2 separate regions of the Mus musculus genome follow, and region 2 is linked to region 1. A link is a contact called in public HiChIP or PLAC-seq data. All regions are on one chromosome and are shown on one strand. Each heading gives the region's core, a stretch centred on a gene start, on an enhancer-like site or on the middle of the called end of the contact. The rest is flanking DNA. Distances are from core to core; before and after follow the strand shown.

Region 1 (4,650 bases), core at 1,304-3,803:
TATTATTATTAATTTTACATTTGCTGAAGTGTGAAAGAACTTGCCACTGGTGGAAGTTTCTAAGTAGAGTTCCTTGCGATTCCTTCATCTGCTTTGAAGAGCAGTGTTACTGTCTGACCTTCTTAACTGTCAGGTATATAGGTTGAGTGTATTCCCAATATTCTGCACATATTTTTAAAAAGAAAAAAAGAAATGTGTGTGTGTGGGTGGGTGGGGGGGATTGCTCATGTTAGTTAGCAATTCCTGCTGTTTTCGGTATTTTTACCAAGAATTTAGGAGCTGGAATATTGGGACGATGTCTATGCCATTAGATTAGGCTAGATAACAAACACTTCGGCCCTTCAGAAAGCATTTTTTTAAACAATTTTTTTTGTTTGTTTGTTTGCTTTTTTTACTAGAAAGGCAGTGTGGGGTTCTGCAGATACATCCTTCCTATGATTTGATGGTGGCTTTGCCATTGATTAGTTCTTGTCACCTACAGGCTGTGTCCTGCTTAAATCCAATAAAAACATAGATGTGGGTTTATATACACACACATGCACACACACACACACACACACACTGGAGTCAGAAAGTGAACCTTTGAATGAAAAGGGAGAAGAAATTAATTTTCTTTGGGATAAATGCTTTCATGTGTTTTTCAGAACTCTTGGATTTCTTCTAGCTTCCCTTCCTCCCTCTTCTCCTTCCTTCCTTTTCCCAAAAATAAGTTTTTTTTCCCTTTCTTTCTTTTTATTTTCTTCATTTAAAAAAAAATTGTCACATGACCTGCTTCTGATCCCACTTCAACCTCCCTCACTGGGGAAATGGTTCTCTTTTCTACGTTTCTGACACTGTGGTTTGGAAACATGACTTGCTTAGTTTTCTGTAAAGATAACGCCACTGTGTTTTGATGAGATGTCTGCTTTCATCCTGTGATAAGTAGGGTGTCTGGGCTTAGTCCACAGCCAGTTAACACTTCACTTGCAGACCATGTTTATACCATTTTAAACTGTGTTAATATTTGTCTTTCCTGTTGGAATAGGTTATAATTAAATACATGCATCAGAATAATGTTTAACATAGCATATTCTCCCCCCTTAAAAGATTTACTTTTAAACTATTTTCGTTATTTGTACATATGTGATTATGCACACAAGTGCAGGTACCAGCATAGGCTCTGATCCTCTGCAGCTGGAGTTACAGGCAGTTGATGCTGAAATGATGCTAGGAACTGAACTAAGAGCCTCTGGAGGAGTAGCATGTGGTCTTAGCCAGTAAGCCATCTCTTTAGCTCTTAAGACTTTATGCTATTATTTTTATTTATGTGTATTTGTCTGTATCAGTGAATGCCACTTGTGTTCTGGAGCCCATGATGGTCAGAGGAGCCCATGGAATAGGCGATATAGATGATAAAAGGTATCAAGAGCGCTGGAGCCAGATTCAGATCCTTCCAAGAACAGCATGTTAACCACAAAACCACCTTCCTAGCATCTGAAATATATTCTCTTCATTTGTTTTTTATTTTTGTTTTGTTCATTTTTGAGAGAGGAAAATGTGGGTCTTACTATGTAGAACTGTCTGGTCTAAAACTCACAGTCTGGACTGGAACTCAGAGGTCTGGTTACCTCTGCCTCCAAGTACTCAGACTAAAGAAACGCGCCACCGCACTTGGCTTCTGCAGTATATTCTTAAGGTATATTGTTTTTATATGTACAAAAGCATCTATTAAAATATTAATATGTACATTTAAAACTTTCCTTGAAACTTTAAAGAAATCCCAAGCTATTTTCTACTTTCATTCTTTTCATAGGCCTTTCCTCACATGTGTTCTTGCCTAGCATCACTTGACCTGGTACCGAATATACTAGATTAGTAGGCAGTTAGTAAGTGGCTAAGTATGACGTAATCATCTGGACTATAAACACCTGGGAGACTGAGACAGGAAGACTATGAATCTAAGGAGGGAAGGGAGGGGAGGGGAGGAAAGGGAGAGAGAGAGAGGGAGAGGGAGAGGGAGAGGGAGAGGGAGAGGGAGAGGGAGAGGGAGAGGGAGAGGGAGAGGGAGAGGGAGAGGGAGAGGGAGAGGGAGAGGGAGAGGGAGAGGGAGAGGGAGAGGGAGAGGGAGAGGGAGAGGGAGAGGGAGAGGGAGAGGGAGAGGGAGAGGGAGAGAATCTCAAATCTACTCAGTATCTATGTGTCTTCTCCTTGATTCTGTTCCCTTGGCAGTCTCTATTAGCTTATTTTTTCCAACATAAAAGATATAAGAATCAGGTCAGACCCAGCAACTTAATTTAGAAAAGGTCTGACAGACAATGAAATTCAGATCATAAGCAGTTTTGTGGTATCCCGGTGGCAAGTAGAGAGGCAACATTTCAACTTTTATCTGCTTAACTTGAGGGAATAGTGATATTTAAATATAATGTAAATGTAAGTTCAGTGGACAGAGCTCTGACTCCACGGGAATGTTAGAAACGGCAACAAATGCAGGAGACTGTCCAGTTATCCCAGTTCTAATGAGTCACCCGCTGAAGCCACCAGAAAATATTTACAGAACAACTGCTGAGCCCAGGAATGTGAAGAAGAAATGAAAGACCAAAGTCCCCAAACAGCTGCCACACAAGAGGCAGGAAGCCCGTAGGAGCCCATCACCTACCTCCACAGAGAAGGCCTTTGTGTCTCAGACAGGAGAAGTTGTCACACTGGCAGTAAGGTCCGTAGATGCTTCCGTACGGCGATAAGTGGCAGATGCACTGCCCACAATAGCAGTCACCCCTTCCACTGCATGAAGGGTGACCCGGGGACTCCTTGCAGGAATCCGTGCTCACCATATCCTCACCACACTCGCAGTGAGGACCCATGTGGCCGGGGTTGCAGGTACACACCCCACACTGGAAGGAGCCATTCCCATTGTGACACTTAGAGCTGTTAGTTTCTATTTCTCTCTGGCAGTCGCAGTCACATTCTGCACTGACGAGTATTTCTAGGGTGTCCCCCAGCCCCACTGGCTTTATGATGAGGTTCCTGCTTCTTTTCTCACAGTTGGATACGCTCACAGTCACATTGAAGGATGCCTGGTAAAGAAAATGCTGGTTATTGCTTCCTCTATCCAGCAACCTGCAGGATTTGAGATAAAGCTGGTGAGACTGGCTTCTCCAAGAAACCCAGCTTCAGCAAGCTGAGCTAGCTAGCCTGCAACCCATCAAATTGTTGTTTCTAAAGATCTACCAGGGATCTACTTACTGTGTCTCCAACTTTCATGTGGGAGCATTTCTTTTGGTGTGGGAAGAGGACACCATTGTTACAGAGAGCTGTGAAAGACAGGTTGAGTCCTTCTGTGTCCCCTAACACTTCCAGTTCCACCTCAGACCGCAGTTCCTTTAGTGTAGACAAGAAAGGGTTAAGGGAAATCATAAGTAAAAAGGAAATCCAGCCAGAAGAAGAAACTGCTTGATGCTAGGGAGATGATTTAGTGCGTAAAACTCTTGCTGTGGAAGGAGGGCCTGAGTTCTAATTCTCAGGACCCATGTAAAGAGGATCCCAGGACTTAAGTCTGTACTCTCCAACCTATGATGTGCTGCCAGGCAGAGACAAGAGAAGCCTGGCTTGCTTTCTGGCATACGTAGCAGCGAATTAACAAGAAATAAGAGACTCCCTATCTTAAACAAGGTGAAAGGTGAGAACCAACACCCATATGCATGCTTAGGTGTATGTGAGTGTGCTCGTGCATGTTCACGTGATATACGCATACGAGAACAAAATAAACAACTATAAATTCATAAAGCTAAATTGAACATAAAAATTCATCATTTCATCAATCAAGCAGGACTGTGATATATATTATATATGTGATATATACTGTATGTGTGTATATATATATCTAGATATATAGATATAGATATATACAGTGTGTGTGTGTGTGTGTGTGTGTATGTGTGTATTCCTCAGACATTGTCAATGTTGAGATATACTATCTCATGATAAGTAAGCTATGACAATATTTCTGAAGGTGTTTTTGCACAGCATGGGACAGTCAGGAGCCAATTATTGCCTGCAAGTTGTTTCATGCACTCTGAAGGATTCAGCAAGTTCTCCTGACCTGGGTTGCATAGCTTGGCATCATAAAGACAGTGCTTTTGCTTATGTACCAGTGGTGCATATGTAACAATGTACAGATATGATAATGGTACCCTTCACTTGTACGCATCGATGTGTCTTGGTTCTCAGAGAGCCCCCATGCTGCTCTCAGAGGGGAGCAGGCTCTCATCTATCCCTAGCAATGAACATTTACTTCACTGATAGCAAATTTACATTCTGCCGCTTTGTTGGGTCCATTTCTGCATCTATAATAACTGTTCATTTCAATATTGAGTCATAGTTCAAAAATTATAAGCATATCTTACAATAGCTACTACACTTAACATTTTAAGTAGCAAAAGCGAATGTGATGATTTGAAATAGCAATCATCGCGATTGTGATGAAGATGATACTCTCTTTGCCACCTGACACGTAATGGCTGTAAAGACCTCACTAATTACAAAATGGACCTCTATTTGTTCTCTTACCAGGATGGATGGGAATCAAACATAGGTCCTGCATAATGCCACCCCAACACTCACCAATGAGTTATACCTCCAGACCCCCCAAATCTTAGAGGTGTTAAAGTATGG
Region 2 (4,164 bases), core at 122-2,621, 240 kb after region 1:
CTCCATTAAAATGAAAAAGGAGAGGAAAAAAAAAAGAGGGGTGAGTAAGATCTGGGTAAGCCTCTACAGTTTAGTAAAAGCTTTGAATCACTAATTTTCCCCCTAAAATACTCAGTAATGCATTTACTGTAAAGTTAAGTGAACAGATGCTGAGTGTCTGGGGATGGTGGGAGGAGCTGCACACCATGGCCTCCTGGCCTCTTGCCTAGACTGCCAACCTGCCTGTTGACAGTGGAGTGAAGCTGCACTGGATCTGCTGCCAAAGAAGCAGCCCTGCCTAGGGTGACAGCAGAGAGGATGAGGAGAAAGGGCAGCAGAGGAGGAAAATGCCAATTCATTGCCATCCCTGTACACGGTCTCTGCGATGCTTTGGAATCTCTGCTTCTTGCTCTATCTTTCCCACAAGACTCCTGGATCCCAACACACACACACACACACACACACACACACTAGGGAATTACGTAAAAATGTACAGGGCAAAATAAGGTGTCGAGAAAGAAAACAAGGAAACAGAAGTCATTCCCCATCCTGGGTCTCTGAGTTTCAGCTGGGTCCTGGAATCACAGTGGCCCTGAAGCTTCTGCCGGCTCAGCACCAATGCAGACTCTCCCGAAGCCCTTTCCTGCAGACACTCACTCGCAGGTCTCTAGGAGATGAGTTTAGCTCTGCCAGGGCTCAGGCTAATGAGGGTTCCAAGGAACTTTCTTACATCAGCTTTAAGTGAAGAGTCCCTGTTTTTCTTTAGAGTCAATTCTGACTCACTTGCTCAGGAACCTGTCATTCTCCACCACACATATATGTTTCCTGTCTCTGTTACCTCTAGGCTTATAGATTACTAGTGTGTGACAGTGCATTTTTCTACCACTGAGAAGACACAGTAAACCCTATGAGGAGCTCCTCAGATTTCTACAAGTTTCTAAATCACCCACAGAGCCCTGGATGTCCCCATCATGTTGGGAATACATAACACAGAGACAATTGTTTTCATGTTTGAGATTTTGATTATGACCAGCCACACTTAAGAAATAGTAAAAGAGGAGAGAGCAGAGCTGAGTGCAGACTGCCCCTGAAATTCAGAGGTCCTGGTGTTATGCCTGGTCCTGTCCACGGTCCCTAAGATGCATTTGCATACTTGGGGTACTTTGGGCTCTGTGTCTATGTCCTTTACAAAGCAGCTACCACTGTCCCTAATTCCCCACAGACTCTGCCTCCTGACTCTCTTCAGATGACACTTGAGAGACAACAGGAAAAGGCTTCTCCTGTCCTAAAACTTCACCCTCCCTGGACACACCCTCCAGATCCTGAGCCAAGCTGAGCTGAGCATTTTCTATTTCCTTGCTCTGACATCGTTCAGACCTGAGAGTTTCCACAGCTTCCCCCGAACTGGCATGCCACGAGTTCAATGTCCAATTCTCTAGGTTACAACTCTACGTGCTTCCCTAGGTCAAAACAAACAAAACCGGCTCCCTTGAAAAATCCAGTGACCTCATTTTGGGCAGAAAGTGCAGAGCACCTAAGGTGTATTTCCTGACACTTAGTGCTGCCAAACAGGGACAGACAGAAGCTTGCTGAGACAGTGACTACTAAGTATGCCTAACTTCACATGTTGGGTGCGGTTTTTGAAAACTGGGCCTGACTAAATTCCTGTTTTAAATACAGTAAAGAAAAAAAATTTTTTTGAAAGAAACTGAATAGAATCAGCAAATATTGTGCCCTTAAAATATGCACAAATCACACAAACCCAATGCTCATGGAGAGACGCCACGGCGCATATACATTTAGCAATCTGACTTGTACGAAGACACACACCCAATCAAAAGGTGAAGGAACAATTCAAGCAATCATAACACACAAGAAAGAGCCCTTTGTTCAAAGAAAGGACTAATTTAACTGATTTCCTTACAAATTAATGCCATCTGAGATTTGTTCTTTATTAACCAATCAGGAAAAAATAATTTTTTTTAAGTGAAGGCTAACAAAAGTGAAACACCTGTTTGTTAATGAAGCAGACACACAAGTTCCCGTTTAAGTATTCAAAAAGTTACATTGTAACACCTCTTTACATTCTAACACAGTAACTTTCAAATGAAAATTACAAATGGGCAAGAATCTCTTCCAACAATCTTCCCTACTAATGGTAGGAGTCATTTTCACTCCCCCACAAACAACCTGACTTCTCCAACACGGTGGCCCAGGAATCCCCTTTGCAGATAAAGACAGTGAATGCCTGGGTTTTTCCACTCTGCCCACACTACCACTCAGGTGTGGTGGATGAAAACCACATCAGGAGGGCTCAATTCTGACACAAGTTTCAGGTAGAACTTAAGAGACAAGAGGGAGGGGACCTGAAGGTGGGAAGACAGAGTTCTGCTGCCATTTGTAATGGTCTAACAAAGGCCTAGGAGAGAGCAGGGGAAAAGAGAGACTTCTAGAAGCTGGGAGAAGCTTCAGGCTAGAAGGATGGGAATGGGCTTGGCTGAAGCAGAGCGGTTCTGGAGCTCCTTGAAGGCTAGAGTTGGAAGATGCTTCTAGAATCATTTGTATGTTTGAGCCTTCTGTATGAAGATGAATCTTCTAACCTCCAAGTTAAAATTCAGCCACAAAGGGGAAAATGTCCTTACAACTACGTACAGTGTGTCACCAATATAATACTTCCATTATTGAAGCTCTTATGACTATGGATGTCATTTAGGCCCAATTGAGGAGTTCTGCCTCAAATAAATGAATGCTGTTAGTGATGAAATGTAATCCCCTAAGGCAGCCTAGGATTCTGACCCTGTCCCCCCACCCCCCAGTATCCTGGAATGAGATCTTCTTTATAGTCAAATGTCTAAACACAGGGACCCAAACACCATGACTGTTATAGATGAACAGAGGGGAAACTCTGGGCACAGGGAGACACCGTGAGAGCAAGAGTTTCAACGCCAATGTTAGGTAAGAGCAAAGAGCAAGGGGAAAGCCTGCTCCAGCACTCTGGGCTCCTGGGAGGAAGCATGGCTCTGTCAGTGCCCTCATCTGTCTAGCCTCAGAACAGGGCGTAAGCATCTACTAGGCTGAAATGGGCCTAGTAGATGACACACCTCACAGTGGTCCAGCCCACTACTGCACGGTGTTTCCCTGCTGTTTGTTTCTATAGCAGTAAAACAGCTATGTCACTAAAAACACGTTCAAAGAAAATGTTTTACTCCAAGTAGCCTTTTGTGTTTTACAATGTTCTCACCATTTCAGTATTATGACCAAATAAGAAAAAAAAAAAAAAGGTGACCAAAGTCAGGCTGATAAGATGGCTCAGTGTGTCAAGCGTTTGCTACAGGAACATCCTAACACCCACACTCAACAAAGTAAGTCAGGAGGAGGAAGAAGGGAAGGTCCCGCGTCGTCTGTCCACATCAGTGAGCTCCAAGTTCTCTGGGGATTCTATCTCAAAAATAAGACAGAGGTTGATAGAGGACACCTGACCTGAACTTCTGGCCTCTATATGCACAGCCACACATACATGCACACACACAGGGAGAAGGGAGAGAAAGAGAATGCTCACACACACCATGGATGACATAAACACAAGAATGCCTCCCCATGTATAACCAAAGTTATCTAAGATTGAACCCTAAATTCAAAACCTTCTGAGCAAGCTATGAATCACACCCACCTTCCTATGGTTTCACTTGCTGTTTATCTTACGCTGACTGTGCTCGCTCGCTCGCTCGCAGTGATCCTTGCTGTCTGCTTTGGCTTCGCTTTCTTTCTACTCCTTCTGTACACGCTAGGTAAAAGATTCCACAAAGACAGATCCACCCATGAGGAGTAGGCAGACTGTGGTACACAGAACCAACACGGCTCATGCTGGCTTTTGTATGTAAGTTTTACATCAGCCACCCCTAGATCATCCACAATTGCTTCCAAGTTGTCAAGTTGGTACCAGACAACTGTGGCCGAGACTGAGAGCTACAAAGCTTACACTCTTGTCAGCCCAGCATGAGATAAGCCATGAAATGCACCACTAATACCATAGTAAGCCTCTACTGATTATCCCTCTTGACCATCAATCCCAACTCTGCTGGGTACTGTTTCCTATCTTACTTCGTAGATTTAACTAGAGGACAATGATCAGGACCTTTCAGAATCTGAAACACTCTCTCCCTTGAATTTCTCTCAAGACTCTAG

What was found. HiChIP or PLAC-seq counts read pairs in DNA pulled down with a chosen protein or histone mark.
Region 2: a contact with region 1 is called in a FOXA1 HiChIP or PLAC-seq map of pancreatic cancer cells. The contact joins two enhancer-like sites. A contact is called at or near these places in 2 of 115 datasets of contacts at active chromatin or transcription factors (the SCID.adh cell line and pancreatic cancer cells).

Annotation. Positions count from the first base shown.
Region 1 is chr2:60,625,113-60,629,762 of GRCm38.p6, forward strand. It overlaps Itgb6 (integrin beta 6), which reads right to left. Exons shown (of 15, transcript NM_021359.3): 9 at 3,223-3,357; 10 at 2,636-3,053. Among named protein-coding and RNA genes, the nearest start is that of Itgb6, 46 kb to the right of the region's middle. Within about 2 kb of position 2,554, at least 32 of the 459 cell types and tissues checked have an H3K27ac peak or open chromatin away from gene starts, as enhancers often do. A contact at or near this core is called in the SCID.adh cell line and pancreatic cancer cells, where this site is marked.
Region 2 is chr2:60,863,825-60,867,988 of GRCm38.p6, forward strand. The region is part of intron 1 of Rbms1 (RNA binding motif, single stranded interacting protein 1); the gene reads right to left. Among named protein-coding and RNA genes, the nearest start is that of Rbms1, 16 kb to the right of the region's middle. Within about 2 kb of position 1,372, at least 90 of the 459 cell types and tissues checked have an H3K27ac peak or open chromatin away from gene starts, as enhancers often do. A contact at or near this core is called in the SCID.adh cell line and pancreatic cancer cells, where this site is marked.